3 separate regions of the Sus scrofa genome follow, and all the other regions are linked to region 1. The links are chromatin contacts, called in public targeted proximity ligation maps. All regions are on one chromosome and are shown on one strand. The core of a region is the stretch at or near the end of the contact, and the rest is flanking DNA. Distances in the headings are between cores, read along the strand shown. Region 1 overlaps LOC106508363 (a long non-coding RNA gene). Region 2 has its middle 43 kb from the start of S1PR1. Region 3 holds the start of S1PR1 (sphingosine 1-phosphate receptor 1).

What was found.
Region 2: a contact with region 1 is called in a targeted proximity ligation map of skeletal muscle. A contact is called at or near these places in 5 of 47 Hi-C or Micro-C datasets (alveolar macrophages, blood, liver and 2 more) and 1 of 2 datasets of targeted methods (skeletal muscle).
Region 3: a contact with region 1 is called in a targeted proximity ligation map of skeletal muscle. A contact is called at or near these places in 2 of 5 promoter capture datasets (both in liver), 13 of 47 Hi-C or Micro-C datasets (alveolar macrophages, blood, brain and 7 more) and 1 of 2 datasets of targeted methods (skeletal muscle).

Annotation. Positions count from the first base shown.
Region 1 is chr4:117,138,955-117,142,451 of Sscrofa11.1, reverse strand. All of the region lies in intron 4 of LOC106508363 (a long non-coding RNA gene), which reads left to right. Among named protein-coding and RNA genes, the nearest start is that of S1PR1, 71 kb to the right of the region's middle.
Region 2 is chr4:117,025,180-117,028,676 of Sscrofa11.1, reverse strand. No RefSeq gene overlaps it. Among named protein-coding and RNA genes, the nearest start is that of S1PR1, 43 kb to the left of the region's middle.
Region 3 is chr4:117,068,003-117,071,499 of Sscrofa11.1, reverse strand. S1PR1 (sphingosine 1-phosphate receptor 1) reads left to right here and starts at 1,776. Exons shown (of 2, transcript XM_021090128.1): 1 at 1,776-3,074. LOC110260372 (a long non-coding RNA gene) reads right to left here and starts at 2,451. Exons shown (of 2, transcript XR_002343565.1): 1 at 2,364-2,451; 2 at 985-1,886.

The DNA.
Region 1 (3,497 bases), core at 717-3,216:
AGAAACAAACCTGACTCGTATCCGTGAGGGCAAGAGTTCAATTCCAGGCCTTGCTCAGTGGGTTAAGGATCTAGCATTGCCATGAGCTGTGGTGTAGGTCGCAGATGCGACTCAGATCCCCCGTTGCTGAGGCTGTGGTGTAGGCCGGCAACTGCAGCTCTGATGCAACCCCTAGCCTGGGAACTTCCATATGCCATGGGTGCAGCCCCAAAAAGCCAAAGGAAGGAAGAAAAGAAAGAGAAAACAGCAGATGTCTTATTTCCTGTAATAAAAAAGAGGAAGACTTGGGGACGAATGGTGTGTGGCGAGTGAAAGAGGGGCACTGGTCCAGGATGACCTCCAGCTTTCCCATCCCTGCATCCCTGTCATCCTCTGGCACTGGGTGGAAGGCCACCCTCCTCCCCACTGTCCTTCTGCTTTGTAACTTCTTGGCTCAGATTCTGCCGCTCCTAATTCTGTATGCTGGTCCACCTGTTAACCCCTCTGCATCCTCTGCTCTATTTAGAATGTTCTCTCCGCCTACCGTCCATCACTGAGTAGCAGAGGATTAGAGATGAGAGATGTCATTGGAAATGACTGGCCTAAATATTCTCACAAGTGGTTTTGATGCCAGAATGTATTGAGGATACCAGTTTGGCATCAGAGAAGATGGGTGCCTGAACCACCAAGTTTAGGAGGGGCCCATTACTGGGTGGCTCTGTCTCATGGGGTTCAAGGGAGTGATAAGGCCCATAGATAGGCTCAGGATTTCCAGTGGTTGCGGAGTTTGGTGAGGATCAGGAAGGAGCTCATGTCACCTGGATTAATTGTTTAGAGCAGGAACAGGAGGTTGAGCAATAGAAGCAGGGGCCAGTCTTGGTTAGCAATTCAGGAGGAATTGCTCATTCATTCTTTTTCTGTATTGCAGTTTTGCCTGGCAAACAATTTTTTTTTTTTTTTTAAGGGCCACACCTGTGTCATATGGAAGTTCCCAGGCTAAGGGTTGAATTGGAGCTACAGCTGCCTGCCTATGCCACACCACAGCAATGCCAGATCGGAGCCACGTCTACGACCTATACCACAGCTCATGGCACCAACAGATCCTTAATCCACTGAACAGGGCCAGGGTTGGAACCCGCATCCTCATGGATACTAGTCAGGTTCGTAACCTGCTGAGGCACAACGGGAACTCGCACACAGTTTTTTTAAGCCAGGTTATGCAGACACGAGCCTAACTGCTATCTGTGTAAATGTACACATTAAACAAAACAAAAGAACTCTTCGCTGGTCAAGAAACATCAAAGATGAAGTCTAGATGGGCTTCTTGAATCTTCTTCTCTAGGGCCACCACGCCCCAGACAGTCTGCCTTTCTTGTCGTCACTGAGATCTCTGCCATTTGAGTCGAACTCATCCCAGGTTTCAAGGGCCAGGGCATTTCTTAGTATGCATTGAACCCATGCCAAACTATTGTTTCACACTATTATTGTCTAAGAGACAACGTGTACTAGAAATGTGAAACAGGAAATGTCCATCTGACCTTATTACCGGAGAAGAAATTTTCCAGAGTCCATATGCTGATGTAATTATTTTCATATTTTTCAAAAAAGTGTTTAGTGGTCAGGTCTTTGGAACAGTTAATTGTCATTGCTGTCATGGGCACAGCATAAAGTTTATTATCTCTTGTAGAGGAATAAAGCGCTACAACTGCTGTAATATAGCTTTGTATTATTTTTTATTTTAAATTAGGTTTTAAGGAGTTCTTTTTATGTGCTCAGTTTGTGCATGTGTATGTGAAACATATATATTTGAATGTCTTAATTTCTGTTTCCTTTGGTGGGGGGATCCTTAATTTATTTGACACAGACATTTTTTCTCCATCTTCAAAGCCTATGACGTATGCCCCGTTCCTCTGTTCCAGTACTGTGCTTTGTACAATTTCCTGTAAACAGCAGTAGGCAACTTCTACATAGGCTGGCTGGTCGGTTCACTGCTCTTGCAGTACTTATCTCAGCATAGCTAATCTCTTTTTTTTAATTTTGGTCCCAGTCTCATCAGCACCAACCCAGTGCTTTGAAATGAATTGAAATGCTGTACTCTTTGAAGAGATGAGGATTAAGGCTTAAACTGGGTCTAGGGATGAGGTGAGGAGGAAAGAGCCCTCATAAATCTGGTACTTTTTTCTCTTGAGAGGTGAAATGCAATGACCCATACTCTATAAAGAGAGGAAACAGTAATTACAAGCTTTTCCTTTGCCATGTACACTGTCTTTGATTTAGAGCAGAGCAGAAGCCAACCAGCTATTTAGTCCTCTAGCATATTTAAGTGGGAGATTTGATTTTATATATATGACACCAGAAAATAGAAATCTTCATTCAGTTATGACTGTCTTTTCTTCTCTTTCATTTATTATAAGTAGTTCCATCTTTTTGTTTTACTTCAGTTTGTGTTCCTGATCTTTTTTCGTCCTAATATGCTAATGCGCTGCCAAATCATCCTATTTTTCAGTTCTATAGACAACTTTCCAGAATCCCAGAAATTCTTTTTTTCCAGCTAAAATGCTACCGCCACTAGCATTATTCCTAATGTCAATTTGAACTTCCTTACTCTAGCACACTCTGTGCAGGGTGAATCCTTGAATGGAGCTGCAGAGAATGAAAGATGGGTGTTCAGCCGAGCTCTGCCTATGTCTTTCCATGACCAAAAACGATTAGGTGAAAGGGGAAAAATTCAGTCAGCTATTGTTTTGTCTGTCTGGTCCCAAACAACTTATGTGACTATTTGGGGAAATTTTCTTAAGTTGAATTCAGTGTGTATTTTATGTACATTGGTAGTTGAGTTTTTATCATGTAGCTATATAGTATATGTTTTCTGTGAGAAGCAATTGCATTTTTTTTTTTTAAAGAGCCATTTCAGAAAGAAATGAGGTCAATGGCGTCTTGTTTTAGGGAGGGGGTAGCAAGGACGTCGGAGTGAGAGGAAGTCCTATATGTCAAAGGGCTCTGTGCACATTTTCCTGAAATGCCTCAGCTCAGTGTAAATGTAATCTGTTATTTTAACTCATTACAAGAGCTGTGTTTTGCCCTTTCTCACATTAAATTTGTAAAAATTCACAATTAATTCACATGAATATTATGAAATCAATAACATATATATGGTGAATCTTTCTATTTCAAGGATCCCTCCTAACAGGTCGCATTTCATCCTTTCTCAAGACCTCAAAAGTTGGATTATTGTTGGAGTTCCCATCGTGGCACAGCGAAAACGAATCTGACTAGGAACCATGAGGTTGCAGGTTCGATCCCTGTCCTTGCTCAGTGGTTAAGGATCTGGCGTTGCTGTGGCTGTGGCATAGGCCAGCAGCTACAGCTCCGATTCAATCCCTAGCCTGGGAACCTCCATATGCGCAGGTGTGGCCCTAAAAAAGTTGGATTATTGTTAAAAAAGTAAAGACATTTTGGAAGACTGCTGACCATTAGCCAGAGGGAAGGTCCCGAACCATCCAAATGTTCTCTAGCTG
Region 2 (3,497 bases), core at 672-3,171, 110 kb after region 1:
CCAATGTCAGTGTCCCGGCTTTGATGACTGAATGGCACTTATGGAAGTGGCTAATAGTGGGGGAAGCTAGGTGAAGAGTTTAGAGCATGTCTCCCCAATTTTTGCAACTTTTCTAAAGTTATTTCAGAGTAAAATATTAATAAAAACAAATCCTGTAAGGGAGGTGCTGTCATTGTCTTACTGCTAGTATCCTACTATTGACCCAGCTTGTCAAGACTGAGGCCATGATGTGTACCCAGGCTGTCTGAGTCCAGGGCTTACGCTGAACGCTTCGATATGTCCCCTTAGTACCTGCAGGAGACAGTGACATTTTAGCTTGGTTTGTATTGTATTGCATTGTATTTTGCTTTTTTGTTTTTTAGGGGCACACCTGTGGCAATATGGAAGTTCCCAGGCGAGGGGTTGAATTGGAGCTATAGCTGCTGACCTAGTCCACAGCCACAGCAACCCTGGATCCGAGCCCACCTCTGCAACCTAAAACCACAGCTCACAGCAATACCTTATCCCTGACCCACCGAGCGAGGCCAGGGATCGATCCTGAATCCTCATGGATACCAGTCGGATTTGCTTCCATTGCGCCACAATGGGAAATCCAGCTTAGTTCTGATTTTTCATATGCTTTCATCAATAAATTATATTTCTTTAAAGGTCATCTATAAAAGACTTTCCTAAGCCATACTATTTCTCTCTCTTGCTTTATTTATTTATTTATTTGTGTGCTGTGTCTGTGGCATGTGGAAATTCCTGGGCCAGGGATTGAACCTGCACCTCAGCAGAGGTCCAAGCCACTGCAGTGACAATGCCAGAGCCTTATCCCGCCGCACCACAGAAGAACTCCCATCCTGTCTCTTGTCAGTCCCCATAGAAGGTGTTGGCATAGTTTTTGAGTGGGAACAAATGAAACGCTGGGTGGGGCGCTGTTACACACACCCAGAACAGTGAGACATCTCTTTACTTCCCGCAGAGAACTTTACAAAGAGCTGAGGCATATGAAAAACAGCTAGTGGGACGGAGCAGAAAAAGAGCACAGACCAGGAAGTATACAGGCTCTGCGAGCCACAGATTGGGGGAAATGAACTTCACCCTGGTGACATTGAATCTGGGCCTTCAAGAATGAGAAGGGGAGTTCCTTCTGTGGCTCAGTGGGTTAAGAATCTGACATAATGTCCTAGCCTGGCTCTGTGGGTTAAGGATCCAGCGTTGCCACAAGCTGCAGTATAGGTAGAAGACGGGGCTTGAATCTGGAGTGGCTGTGGTTGGCAGGCCAGCAGCTGTGGCTCCAATTCGACCCCTAGCCTGGGAACTGCATATGCTGCAGGCACAGCTGTAAAAAGAAAAAAAGAAAAACTAAGAAGGATCGCAAGAAAAAGACAGGCCCTGGAGGAGAGCCTTGGGGGAGGAGTGACTCGAGAAAAGATCTCTGGAGGTGGGAAAGCCTGAGATAATTGGGTGGATCAGTTAGTTTGGAATTGTGGCGTCATTGTGCATTTAAGAAAGACACTGCAGCAGGAATCCCAATCTCCAATACAGTCAGGAGTCACGCAACTGTAGGGAAGAGCCTAAAATAAGACCTTAAAGAGTGGTGGGTGTTCTGGCAAACTGGCAAAGGCCTGCCCCACCTAAAGGCATTTTGGATTACAACAAAACAACAAAGCCAAACACTGCCCTAGGCAAACACAGTGCTGCTGACCAGGTTCTGCCCAAGGGCTGCTGGTTTGAGCCTGCTTTTTGAGATAAACTAAAGCGTTCTTGGCTGTTATAATAGAGGACATAAATTATCAAGCGATAAAGGGATTATTACTTTTACTAATAACACTTTCTGAGTCTCAAGGCTTTGGGGGTAGCCAGGTGGGTCAATTGTGGGGTATTGATTCACCGTTCACTTTCTAAGAGTGCCAGGCCTGCTGCTTAGTGTTGTTAGGACACTATTGCCACCTAGTGGTCGTTGAGGTTGTGCCGATCGCCTCTCCATCCCCGCCCCCTCCCGCCAAAAGAGTAAGGCTGCTTTCTGCATATGGTGCTTTCATTTTCCAAATGTTTGTCTTGTGACTCATGCCAAAAAATATCCAAATAAACTACATAATCCTTTATAGTGTGAGGCTGTTAATAGAGTAAAATTTCACTAGTGGTGAGGGTTGCTATTGCCATGTAATCAATAGCGTGGCAGCGAGGCTTGTGCTTACTTGTTTGGTGTCTGGTCAATAAGTTTTCTCTGCCACTTGCATGCTTGTATTAATGGTATCTCTCAGGCATAGTTGTAGAAGTTCAATAACTGTCTGATCTGCTGTGTGGAAGGGATAATGTTTAAGGACATACGGTAAAAACATTGAAGAAAGAATCAGGAGGTTTAGCTTCATTCATTAGCTGTGTGACTTTGAGCCAGTCACTTGCCCTCTCTGGGCATCAATTCTAGCTAAAAAATGCAGGGTTGAAAACGTTCAGCAGGTCTCTAATCCGATCCTATTGCAGAGGGCATCCCCAAGGAATGTCATGGGATTAAAAGTCTTGTTAGGACTTCATCTGGGAGTGAGGGGTTTAGGGTGAGGGGAAGCGGGGGCAAGGTGAGATGCCCCCTGCTCCAAGCAGAACAAGCTCCACGACAAAAATTAACTGTTAAAAAAAAGTGTAGGTGATCCATGCACACTATTCAAAAACCCAAGAGGTACAAAAGAGTATGCCCTGGGGAGTTCCCATTGTGGATCAGTGGGTTAAGGACCTGATCTCTGTGAGGATGCAGCTTTGCTCTTTGGCCTCACTCAGTGGGCTGAGGGTCTGCTGTTGCCTCAGCTTTGCAAGTCGTGGTGCAGGCCACAGCTGCAGCTCCAATTCAACCCCTGGCCCGGGAACTTCCATATGACACAGGTGCAGAGCTAAAAAGAAAAAAAAAGAAAAAAAAAAAAGAGTAAGCAGTGAGAAGTCAGAGACCAGTGTCACGCTTTCACACTCTTATTTCTGTTCTAGCAATCGCCTACCCGCCCTCCACGCTGCCTTACCTCTTTTCTTTTCCTAACACAAATAGCAACATAGCATTCACCCTGTTGTGTATTGCATCTTATTTATTTAAAGGTTGGAGTTCCATGTGCAATTTCACTTACATGTCACTAAACTGAGACCATCTATCTGCCTACACCATAGTTGACTAGCTTATCTATAAATCTTCTTTCTCACTAGGGTGTTTTAAGACTCTTTAACCTACAATTTTGATTTGATAGAAAATAAATGATTCTTAGACTATGTGGCTATGCAGAAACAAACAAACAAACAAAAACCATTTGAGGAGTTCCCTCATGGCACAGAGGGTTAAGGACCTGTCAGGTTTTCATTGCTATGGCTCCAGTCGCTACTGCGATGCAGGTTCGATCCCTGGCCTGGGAACTTTTGCATGCTACGGGAGGGGCAAAAACAAACAAAAATTTGAATTTGCTCTTGGTATCAGGCCTCAGAGACCAGAAGAAAGCAAAAGCTCCAGGAAAAGGCCTGATTCTACGTTTTCGGCT
Region 3 (3,497 bases), core at 527-3,026, 71 kb after region 1:
TGCCAGATTTAGAAAATAAAAATATAGCACACTCAGTTAACTCTGATTGCACATTAAGAACACAATTGCTTCAGGACATGTCCCAAATACTGCACCGTATTTTAACTGGCAGTCCTTAAAGAGAGGCACAAAAGCAGGCATAAAGAACAGCAAAGCTGCTTTGAGAGAAGGAATTTGGAATGGATCAACCTCCATGTGATGGGCATCAGATGGTAACCTCAGTGAGCCCAGAGGTAAGGTAGGAACACTGAGCTTGCCTTCCAGGCAGGAGTGGAAAGGGAGCTGGGCTCACAGCCCAGAGATAGCTCAAGGATGCAACTCTTGGGGACTCTCCTGAGAGTAATGGGAAGAGATATGTGTGGGAACCAGAGGCTTGAAACTGGCAAGGAAGCCTTTACTGTAAAGAACGTTGTTGCCTTCTTTCTAGTTTGGCCAGGGTGGTCATCTACATTTTATATCTCATAGCTGTCTGCTAAGGATGAATTTTGCTAAGTCATCATCTGCAAAGTATTTGAGCTCTAAATACTGAATCAATATTGCATCTTGTCCTTGTCACCAGTATTCACAAGAAAAGGACTGACTTCCACCAACACAATTCTTTGACATGGTTGAGGTTTATCGTGGTGGTTGGGAGAAATGGTTAAGAATCTGCAGCCCATCTATGGTCAAAGCCCACACTAATCAAGTTGCTTAATATGTCTGGGATGCAGTTTCCTCGTTTGTAAAATCAGAATATGCACAGTACCAACTTGTAGGGACATGGTAAGGATTAAATATGTGAATATGTGTAACACTTGCGTAGTCAGGAAACAAATGGTTTTACAAAGACTTCCATTGTCAAGACATTGTATCACAGAGAACCCCCTAACTGTATACTGAAGGCATTTGACATGGCATTTGCAGTATTTAATTTTTGGAACCAGGAGTTCCCCTTGTGGCTCAGTGGGTTATGTAACTGACTAGTATTCATGAAGACTCAGTGGGTTTGATCCCTGGCCTTGCTCAGTGGGTTAACTATCTGAAGTTGCTGTGAGCTTCGGTGTAGGTTGCAGTTGAAACCTGGGTCCTGAGTTTCTGTGACAGCTATAGCTCCAATTCGACCCCTAGCCTGGGAACTTCCATATGCCATGGGTGCAGCCCTGAAATGCAAAATGAATAAATATGTAAATTCGTACACACATACATTTTGGAACCTAGCTCAGCCAATCACTAGCTGTGGATTTAAACTGTCTGAATTTTCCTTCATCCACAAAATGGCCAACAATGCTTGCTTCACAGAGTAGTCGTGTTGAATTCCATAGTTTATCACATGTCTGATACAGTCTGGGTTGTGCAATTTACTTTAGTTCCTTTCCCTTTAAATTAATGGATGGGGTGAAGGGTGCCAGCTTCATCCAGCATGTTGTGCTGAGTAGACAGGATATCTTCCCTTTGAAGTGAAATACGGCCTCAGACCCAGAGTTGCTTCTAGAGTCTAGAGGACCGTTATTTTAATTTCTACACGGTCGGCACAGACTGTTGTCAAATTTGCGGTGGGTGTGTGCTGGCTGCAAGACCGTTGATGATGTCTTTTGGGACAAGTGTGTACTAACTGTCATTTGATTTTTTTTTTTTTTCCCCTTTGCAAAGTCATAAGATCCCAGAAGCCAGTTGTTTATTCTTTCAGCCTCCTTCTGAGTCATTCAGGTACAGGGTGTGTCTGTTCTGTGTCAATTGAAACTACCCGACGGAGTTTTGCGCTCACATCTGCCGGCATGGGAAGCCGGTGAGACCGCAGACTGGATGGGAACTGGACGGAAACGGTCCTTGCAGCAGGAGGGCAGGGCAGAGGTGCCTGCGCTTATCACCCAGGCAGAGAGGACAAGGCCGCCCCTCAGTCTTCTGTTCTGAAGTCGCATCCAAGAGAAAGAAGGGAGTGAGCTAGTGTGGGCACTGAGGTTTGGGGCCCTCCCAGGTAGAAGGGGAGAGAAGGGCACCTGCCCCCCCCCCTCCCCGGGCTGGGTGGCAGCAGGCCTAGGCTGGTCTAGGCCTGGCAGCATCTTTCCCTTCGGAAACCCCTGAGCTGCCCAGGCTGTTGAAATCTCTCGGCCCGCAGCAGCTGCCCACCTCCTCAAAGGCCTCCCCACTGGCCAGAATCTGGGACACAGGGCCTGATTTTGCGCCCAGCTGAGTGAGGGGAACCCCCACCTCACACCTCGCCCAGCGCTGGCCCATTTCCCTCTGCGCCCCGCGAAAGCCACTTTCTGCCCCTCAGACCGCAAGTTTCCAGGCAGTAGCGACATAGGGGTGAGGGGTGGAGGTGGGCAGAAGTGCAGGAACCCGTCCGGGCCGTTGTCCCTTCTAGGCTGCTTGCGTCCCCCTACCTCTCCTCCCCAGAGCGCGGCCGGGACGCGGCGGGGACGCGGCGCCACTTTCCTCTGTCTGCACCCGAAGCGGTCCCGGGGACGCCTTGCCACAATCTCGCGACTCGGGTCCCCCCAGGGCTGCGGGGGGCGGTGGGGTGGGGGGAGGAGCGTCGAGGGGCACCACAGACGCCTCTGTTCCCTAAGACTTTTCTGCTGAAAAGTTTCCAAAGGCTCTTCACCTCTTCTCTTTTCTAAGGCTCAGAGAACGGTCCCCACCGCCTGGGAGTGGCGGCGAGCTGGGCGAGGACCGTGATTTATACATTAGAGTCCAGGGGGCACGAGGCTCCGCCCCCCTTTTTTCCTCTTTTAGCTGCTTGTGGGGGAGGAGGGGTTCTTTTTGACTGTGCGTGTCTGTGTTTCTGCTCTAGATCTTTCCTGGACAGTAGTCTCAGCGGCAGAGATCCGGAGGCCACCCGTCGCGGGCGGAGGACGTGGGGGGGGGAGGGCTTGAGGCACTCACCGCCTCCCGGTCCCTTCCTAAAGAAGCCACTCGGCCTCTGCGGGGCGCTCGGCGACTTCAGCTGGCCGCGCTGGCCATTGGAGTGTGCGGCTGAGGAGGGAGTAAGTTGAGAGCGCAGCGCAGTCAGTCCCGGGCAGCAGCTGCAAGATGCCGAGCGCGCAGTCCAGACCCGAAGCTCCGCGAACGCAGCTTCGTCCCGCCTGAGCCAGGTAGGGAGTGCGCGCGGGGCCGGCGCCGACCCGGGCGCACCGGGAAGCATCGCGGCCGGACGTCTCCCGAGGCTGAAACAAATTTTTAAACCGGAACGAAGTAAAACAAACACTTTTAAAACATTCGTCTTTGGATGCTGAAAACAGGCATCTCTGGAATACTAAGGAAGGAACCCAACTCCGATCGGATTGTTTTTGGAGCACTTGTGCCTCTAAAAGTTTGGAAAAGGGTCAAGTCCCCGTGGCGGAGCCGTCTGGGGTTAGGGGAGAGCGGAAGCTGCGGTGGGCTGGAGGAGAGGGAGGAAAGGCTCGTATTTTGGGAAATCCTATAGACAAAGAATATGGCAGGAGGGGTAAGGGCATAAACTTGCCCTGAGAATGAGCAGGGTGTGGAATTAGGTGTGGGAAACGCCGGGCTTCTGG